Linked DNA regions of Gadus morhua: region 1 is linked to region 2. A link is a contact called in public Hi-C data. All regions are on one chromosome and are shown on one strand. Each heading gives the region's core, a stretch centred on a gene start, on an enhancer-like site or on the middle of the called end of the contact. The rest is flanking DNA. Distances are from core to core; before and after follow the strand shown.

The links. Hi-C and Micro-C count contacts between places; a contact is called where the count stands out from the background.
Region 1: a contact with region 2 is called in a Hi-C map of heart, with 2.2 times the contacts expected there. The contact joins the promoter of ube2q1 here to the promoter of LOC115558416 in region 2. A contact is called at or near these places in 3 of 6 Hi-C or Micro-C datasets (blood, gill and heart).

What each region holds. Positions count from the first base shown.
Region 1 is chr14:24,092,625-24,096,570 of gadMor3.0, forward strand. It overlaps ube2q1 (ubiquitin-conjugating enzyme E2Q family member 1), which reads right to left and starts at 1,784. Exons shown (of 13, transcript XM_030376519.1): 1 at 1,006-1,784; 2 at 570-674. The coding sequence starts at 1,164.
Region 2 is chr14:23,953,056-23,957,142 of gadMor3.0, forward strand. It overlaps LOC115558416 (ubiquitin-like protein 7), which reads left to right and starts at 2,277. Exons shown (of 11, transcript XM_030376516.1): 1 at 2,277-2,377; 2 at 2,785-2,965; 3 at 3,342-3,461; 4 at 3,542-3,627; 5 at 3,918-4,002. The coding sequence starts at 2,354. It overlaps cd276 (CD276 molecule), which reads right to left and starts at 1,839. Exons shown (of 8, transcript XM_030376522.1): 1 at 1,533-1,839. The coding sequence starts at 1,569.

The DNA of each region.
Region 1 (3,946 bases), core at 534-3,033, 140 kb after region 2:
GTGCTAACATAAACCAGTTGTGAACATAAGTTATTTGTGAAAAAATTATGCATGAAAAAAATCATTACTATTAAGATTGGACATATTGTAATTTGATTAACCCCAATCTGCCAACCATCAATGCAACAACAAACCACCACAACTACAACCAGTGTTTATTTAGAGAGGCTGATCTAACTTTTCTATACTACTTGTCACATTTTGCACATAATGAGATTAGACATTGTGCAAGGTGTCGGCAATAAACATTCCAGCACAACATAGCTGACAACAAACTCACAGAATAAATACAATTATATAAAGTGGACTATAGGGTGTTCAAAAGCAATAAGTACAGTCGGTCTAATCTGAAGAATGCACCTACTGACACAACATTATGGTGGCTCATTGCCCACCAGCAGGAAATAAAGTCTACAAAAGCCCAGAATTACGTCACCATAGTACGACAAAAACGATGTCAACAGATTGTGATGACAAAGGATTTCTAAAAACGCTGGGGCCTGAAATGAACAATTCTCAGCCGGCCACCACCGTGTATGCAGTGGATAAACGCAGACCGGTATACCAACCAATGTATTGCCTCTTCTGACATCCTCCAACCGCTCCAAGACTTGCGTTAGGCTGGGGTCATCGGAGTCTACGAACCATATGGGCGGTGTGGACGGATAGGACTCCTGGATAGAGATTACATCACATCAACACAACAACGCAGCAACATTTGATAGAACCAGATTGTGCACTTGAACTGTCTGTTGTGTAACGTCCTGCCACACTGATCCGTTCCGATCTGAAGTTCACAACACAACACTACACACAATCATTTCGCATTTTAACCCAACAGGTCGCATAATAACACAACTCAACATCCCACACACAAAGACGACAAAAAAATGAGCCCAGTGGCTGTTTGTAAAGCGGGGCTAGCTGCTAAGTGAAGCTAACTAGGCTAACGGAGGCTAGCCAAGCCGGGGACAACAAGGGCTGGGGTTGGTGCCATCCACCCACCGTGATGTTACAGTGGATAATCAGCAGCTTCTCCCCCGTCACGTTGAACTGGCAGCTCAGTTCGTCGGGCTTCCAGTCGATGATCCTGAATCGTTCGTGGTTCGGGTCGAAAATGGACTCCAGGAACTTCAGCTCGGCCTTAAGCCCCGACACCGACATGTTCCACCGCGCATCTCCGGCCGGGCCGCCGGGGGGGGACGGGGATCGGCGGGCAGGCAGTTGCGGTGGAGCGGGCGGGTGCCTGGAGGAGGGAGAGGTAGCCTCGCCTCGCGTCGTCCCAGTCCTAACAATTACTAAACACTTAAATTATGATAACTAATAATAACTTGAACACAACGACGACTACACCCGAGGTGCTCTGTTATCGTCAACAACCCGTCCGGTCTGATGTCTCCTCGCGGGTCTGCCGCTGTTGATTAGCTCGCTACGAAGCAGCTAGCCGCTAAGCTACGAGCTAGGCTAGCTCCACCTCCGCTGATTTGCTCCGAGTTTAGCCTGCTACATGCTAGCGGGCTCGTCCCCTTGTTGTTGTCGTCTATTGTTGTGTCCGATCACTAGATCGTCCGCATCGTAGCAAGCCTCGTTCCCGGACCACAGCCCTCTACTGTCCACTGCAGGGTCCAGCAGTAGCTCAGTGTCACACTTCCAACACAACACAGTCCCCACCAGTCCGAAGATCACAACTTGTAGTCCGACGTGTGGTTCGTTTCGCTGCGTTGCCACCCGTGTTCAGCTGAAGCTTATTGTGGGGTTTAAAGATGGCGTCGTGCGGCTCCTTGCTCCCGCAGCGTCCCAGCATGCACCGCGAGGGGGGGGGGGGGGGGGGGGAGATTCTAGGCAGAAAGTTTGTTTTCTAAAACTGTCATTTCTCAGACGTCTCCTTCTAATCTTAAAATAGCACGACTTCAGGAACAATAACATAATATGGGGACATATTTTCATTACCTGCTAGACTGTATACTCTATAGGAATGGCCAAATGAGGCATAAAATACAAAAAAATATTAACAAATTATTTAATTAAATGGGGCCCCGTATGTGGCCTTTTGTCTGTTAAAATGTACATTCAGATCAGAAGGCTTTTAGAACTTAGTTTTCAAAGCCAAGCCCAGTTATTTTCAAGAGAATATTTTTGACAGTAATACTTTTACTTTCAAGTATTATGCAACAACTTATGTTGTTAATATATCTACACTTGGCTTGACTGGCTGCTATCTTTGCTGTGGCAAAACATATAGTGGCAATCATTTATGTTTAGTTATTAAGCAGACAACTTGTTTAACAACCTCTCCAGTGGATTCAAGATCAGGCATTTCAGTCCATATTGGAGTGCTGCATTAAAAGCTACGTTAAAAATATATACTTTTTTTTTCTACAGGATGGTTGAAGGAACAAAGAAACAAACGTTAGTCCTTATGTCACTGGCAACTCTTGTGTTGGCGGGAGACATTATTCTTCAGGTGCCTTCTAAAGCGATAGGGACTCCAACCTTTGGGGAGCAGGTTCTATCAGCGAGGTACCACGCATGAAAAACACTTTGTCTGTTGTGCCTAGCAGAAGAACAAGAAGATGGTACTAAGGATCAACATATTTTACATCAAGAATAGCAGGTTCTTGGTGCTATGGCTGCACATATGAACATCTGATTGGAATGTGGGAGGGATGATGAAGAGAAGAGAAGGTTCTCAATTCTTCCACTTGAATACCCTTTTCACCTTTCATTCTTCAAGGCATGTTTTGGGTTACTAAAATGCCCACTGTGTTATCTAATTGGACTGTCCAAGTATTCTTCACACTTGCACAAAGTGCTCTAGATATAATAATATGGCATATTATTAATAATTTGCACATCGTACAATCAACTTTTCTTGATCAGAAAAAGATTAGATCCAAGAAAACAAGACAACAGTACTTGGGTTGGGTAACAACACACTATTATATGATCAGAGAACTGATGCATTCGCCCTACCACTAGATGGTAGCAGACACAAACGGCATTTATTTTCTGTAGTTCAATATGACAGGTAACGGTCAACTTGTGTTTGGTACATGCATCTACATCTTTTGAGCTTGGAGAGACGTATTTAAATCTAAATTTTCTGTAGTTCAAATTGACAGTTACGGTCAGCTTTAAAAGTCATTCCCCTCACATCAACAATTTCCCTGAAAACCGTTTATTTCCAACTCTTTTTCATGAGTCAACACTATCGATGTTCCTTATTCTACTAATATTGGAATAACAGACCCTAAGGTAAACTTGGCTTTGATTGGAGGTCGAAGGAATTCTTTGTCGAAGAAACATGAATTATTCATGTCACATAGAGCCACAGAGAAGGAAATGGTTCACCACATTCCCCCAGTGTGGATTTACACAATTGAGTCACCCATTTTTAGATGAGAGTAACAGTCTAAAAACAATAAGAAGCCTGGTGGCCAACTAATCAGTAATAACTCTAGCGGGACCATCCATCTTGATGAAGGTGGGCCATGTGGTGAATCCTGCAGGTGACTGGTGTGGTAATCTGGACAACCAACGCCTCATAGCTTATCTTAATAGCACTCAAACTGTTGGTCCAGCAGTGAGAACAGAGCTGTCTCCACTCCTTTCACTAACGGATACGGCAGGTTCAATAACCTGAGGGGCAATTTTGCTGAATTTATTGTGGTCAATTGCCAGCCGCCTAATTTCTGAACTTACTTTGTGTTGGACACAGATGTGGGATATTATGGCTGATGTGGTCCGGTCAGCAGCTTGGCTGATGTCTCAGTTTCTCTGGAAAGGCCAGGGTTTCATTCCACTTCACAACGTAATTCATTTCTTCAGCCATTTGGCCGAACGGCTGCAAGTGGCGGACTTTCCTTGTTGTATATTACATTACAACGGAAAGTGTATCTCATCTCAGGGCAATAAGCTATAACGTGGAACATCGTATGTACCCCAG
Region 2 (4,087 bases), core at 1,027-3,526:
CAAGAGGTATGCCACATTGGCTGAGTTTCCCCTCCGCTAGACCAGACTGTGTATAGTCTGTATAATCTGTGCTGGGCGGACACCGGGAAGCCATCAAAGTATGTTGTTTTTTCACAGTGTGAGTCAAGGTACTTTCTCTGACCTGTTCCAATAGGAAAGTCCCAACTTGTTTCCACTTCTATTTGTTGAAAGAGTGGAAGTTCTTCTCTTTGTCCCTCCATGTGACTGGCCAGATGACCACAACATTAGGGGAACTGGAATTGTTCACTGATAAAAAGGTAAAAACTAGCAGGAGAAGGTTTTGGCTACAATTTAAATAAAACATGGCCAATTAACTCCCTATTAACTAATTAATTAACGGCAGCTATCCATATTTTTACAATAAACCAATAATGTGCGTGTACTTTACTCTGACAATAAGCCTTCATTAAGCTGTATTATGAAATAACTCAATCCATATCTAGCTTTCACTCAACCTTCTTAATTAAAAATCTAAACCCCAGGGGTTGATTTTGGTTGCCCTCAGAAGTTTTCCAAAATAGTTTTAAACATTTGACAAAAAAAGCAGTTTGACAATCTTTCATTGTTCCATGTAGGCTACGATTCCAGATTATGTCTCCAGTTTACTTTCGACATAATACTAGGCTACACTTTATAAATTTGCCGCCCCATTTCTTTCAGGTCAAATGCTTCAGGCCTAATTTACATCTTTGTGTGTACATGTTGGTGCGTGTGGAGGACTAAGCTCACTTCCTGTCTGCATCTCTTAATAGCTCTTACTTCCTGTCTCACTGGGATATGTAGCAAAGCGTGAGGCGGGGTAATAATATTGATCAGAAAGACATGCCACGTGCCAACGTAATAAAGAGAGGGTTAAGGTGGTGACCACAGCACAGCCTGCTGTGTGTTGTGTTGTGTTGTGTTTGTGTGCGTGCGTGCGTGCGTCTGTCTGTCTGTCTGTGGCTATGTTTACATCTGTAAAATATGATATGTTTAAATAAATGCTAACATCCTAACACACATCTAACTAAATAAATACACTGACTTTTAGGGAATGTAATAATACTAATTAGAAATAGAAATACACATAATATTGAAACTAAAGTATATATAGTTATATAATACCAATAAACCACATTATTGGTTGTAGACCTATGCTGTAATGTGCCAATGACCATTGAAAGTAGCAAACCCAATATTTGTGGCAGTGGTTATGCTGTTGTACCAACTTTATGTGAAAGGTGGCGCAGTCCATTTCCTTCACCACGCAACAGCTGCATGGGAGGAAAATGGAAAAAAGGGATAACTGTGTTTTCCTAGGCCCTATCATTGAGCGAACCATTAAGTCAATTAATGATAAGCTTTCGATAGAAAACCGCTGTTTTAGGCTTACTTCACAGAGTATCTCCCAGTTGTTGCCAGTCTGGGAAATCCCTGTTTATGTTTGCTATACTGTTACTGGGGAAATACAGATTTGATCATCGCATTTAATATACTCGTGCTCAGAGTTAAGTGTAATATATCAAGCTTACCATGATAGAGGAGCAAAAGTTTTGGATCAGCAACCATCCAGCGGCAGTGATACTTGCGGTTGATCTTATTTTGGGGAACAGTTCATTCCCAGCAACGTGTCACTCTCAACACTTCTCTGACCGAAGCCAACAGCCGGGATATCCAAAATGGGATCTAAAGTGTGCAACTACTCCGGTTGTCTACTTATCTGCCCCAATGTACCACTCTTTATTTCCTATCGTTTGGTTTTGGATCGTCCCTGTGAAACCACTCCTTGCCGCTTTGTCCAGCGGTGATGTCATGAGGAGGGGCGGGGGTCCACCAGCCCGACCCCGCAATTAACCATTTATGTCGCGTCTGCTAAAATCATATCTTCTGTGCGTGTGCATGTATGTCTGTGTGTTTGTTTGCTGAATGTTTGCATGTGTGTGTGTTTTTTTCAGTCGCCTCATGCATTAAGATGCATATGGTTCATTCATATAGGCCTAATTTAAAATCAGTGTTATCCAACAGGTTTTAATTCGTTCTTCAACCAGGGACGTAACTGTGGTTGTTCTTTATGTGATGATTAATTTCCATATATCTTAATTTAAAGAGTTTAACATTATGATTTGGTGAGTATGTGTTTGTTTGTGTGGGTCGGGGTCTGTGTGAACGTTGAACGTATTTATAAATCGTTGTACGTATTTATTTATCGTAATGTATTTTCTGATTTGGCTTAATTGTCTGTAATATAAAAAAAAATGTAACATGAAAATAAGAAATTAGCGAATAAACATGATCGGTTTTGGCTGAGCTGATCACGTGTCTCGGTGCTTTGGACCACGTGATAAACCCAGAAATGAACGACGTCAACACAACACTGGTGAGTAGCGATACAACCTCGCTATAACTCCCTAGTATTGTTGGCGTCTGCATGTTTTGGTGAGTGGGGTGGTGTTATTTAGCGGTTCGTGTTGTGTACCATCCAGCCAACCAGCCATTATTTAAAAAAATAAAAGAGCACACATCTAATAGCAATAACACAAACAATGTACTGTTTAATATACATAATAACAGACACATGTTGTAACATCACTGTTTGATATATATATATATATTCATGTACACCATCATGTCGGTGGCATAACAGATTGTTCTAGTATGGAGTACTTCCTAAACGGGGCAAGATGAAGCCCCCTCCCCCTGAACCGGCGATCGGGGGTCCCCGACTCTATAGCTGCTTAACACTGGTCGGTTTTTTGACCACGGTCCCTCCGTGTCGCCACCCAGGTGGAGATGACTTCAGTGGACTGGCAGCTGTCGCTGAAGGTGGTGGATCAGCCCAAATCCACCTTCCACTTCCCCGAGATGATGCCCGGGGACGTGCCCCCCGGGGAGTACCGGGTCGCCACCCTGAAGCAGCTGGTGGCCGCCCAGCTCCCGGACTCCGTCAACGACCCCGACCTGATAGGTCAGTTCAACAACCCGCCCAGTAGAGCTAATACTCGTGTAGGTAGTAGACCTACACAAACGATGCTGGTCTTTCTAACCTGCAGCATCTAGTGTTGTTTGGTTGTTTCATTAATTCCTGTCGTTGTCATTAATACATGGTCTGTTCAACTCTTTGAGACTGTACCTGTGATTAAGGGCTATACAAAATAAATAAAATTCAATTTAAATGAAAATTGTAATCATCACCTGCCCTTAAAACAGTTGATTATCTAAATTCGAAAGGTTTGTTAACGCCAGCATTACCATGCAGTTGAGCTGTATGTTGCCATATGTTGTTATGTCCTGCAGTTAGCTTTACCTGCTAAATTAGCTTGTTTTACCTTGTGGTTTCCTAGAGCTTGTCCACTGTGGTCGCAAACTGAAAGACGACCTAACGTTGGACGCTTATGGAATTCAACCAAAGTCGACCCTTCACATTCTCAAAAAGACTTGGCCAGAGACTGACTGTAACCCAGGTATGTCGCTTGAGATGTTGCATATAGTTTGCAGTGTGCAGGGCAGTGTTACTCTAAACGTGTCTCCTGATTGCCCTCAGAGCCTGTGAACCGGGCCACGGCAGCGAGAGAGTTCAGAGTCTTCCACGCGGCTCTGCACTCTGTCAACACGGCCTACAGAGACTCTGTGAGTACCATCATGGATATGCATTATTGTGACTGCGAGTATAGTACTCTGCACTATTATTCAAGGCTTGGTTAAGGTACTCCCACAATACTGTGTGATTTGACCTAGTTACATCTAGTTACAGATCAAACACTAGATAGAGTTGTTTGCGTGTTGTTTTTATAACCCACTTAGCAGCAAACCAATATTGACCATGTTGTGCTGTATTATTTGTATTGTGAAGAAGCAGAATGCAGCAATCTGCCCGCAGTAAGAAACAAGCATAGGTAAATCGTGTTCCCCCTTCCCAGGTGACTAAAATGCTGACCAATAAGGAGTCTCTGGACCAGATCATCGTGGCCACCCCGGGCCTTAAGTCGGATGCGGTGGCTCTGGGTAAGAGCACGTGGTTCCTGCTTGGCCTTTGGAACGTCATGAGATGGGGTTTCTCTCACAATGCTAGAATCAAGTCCTTTGTTTC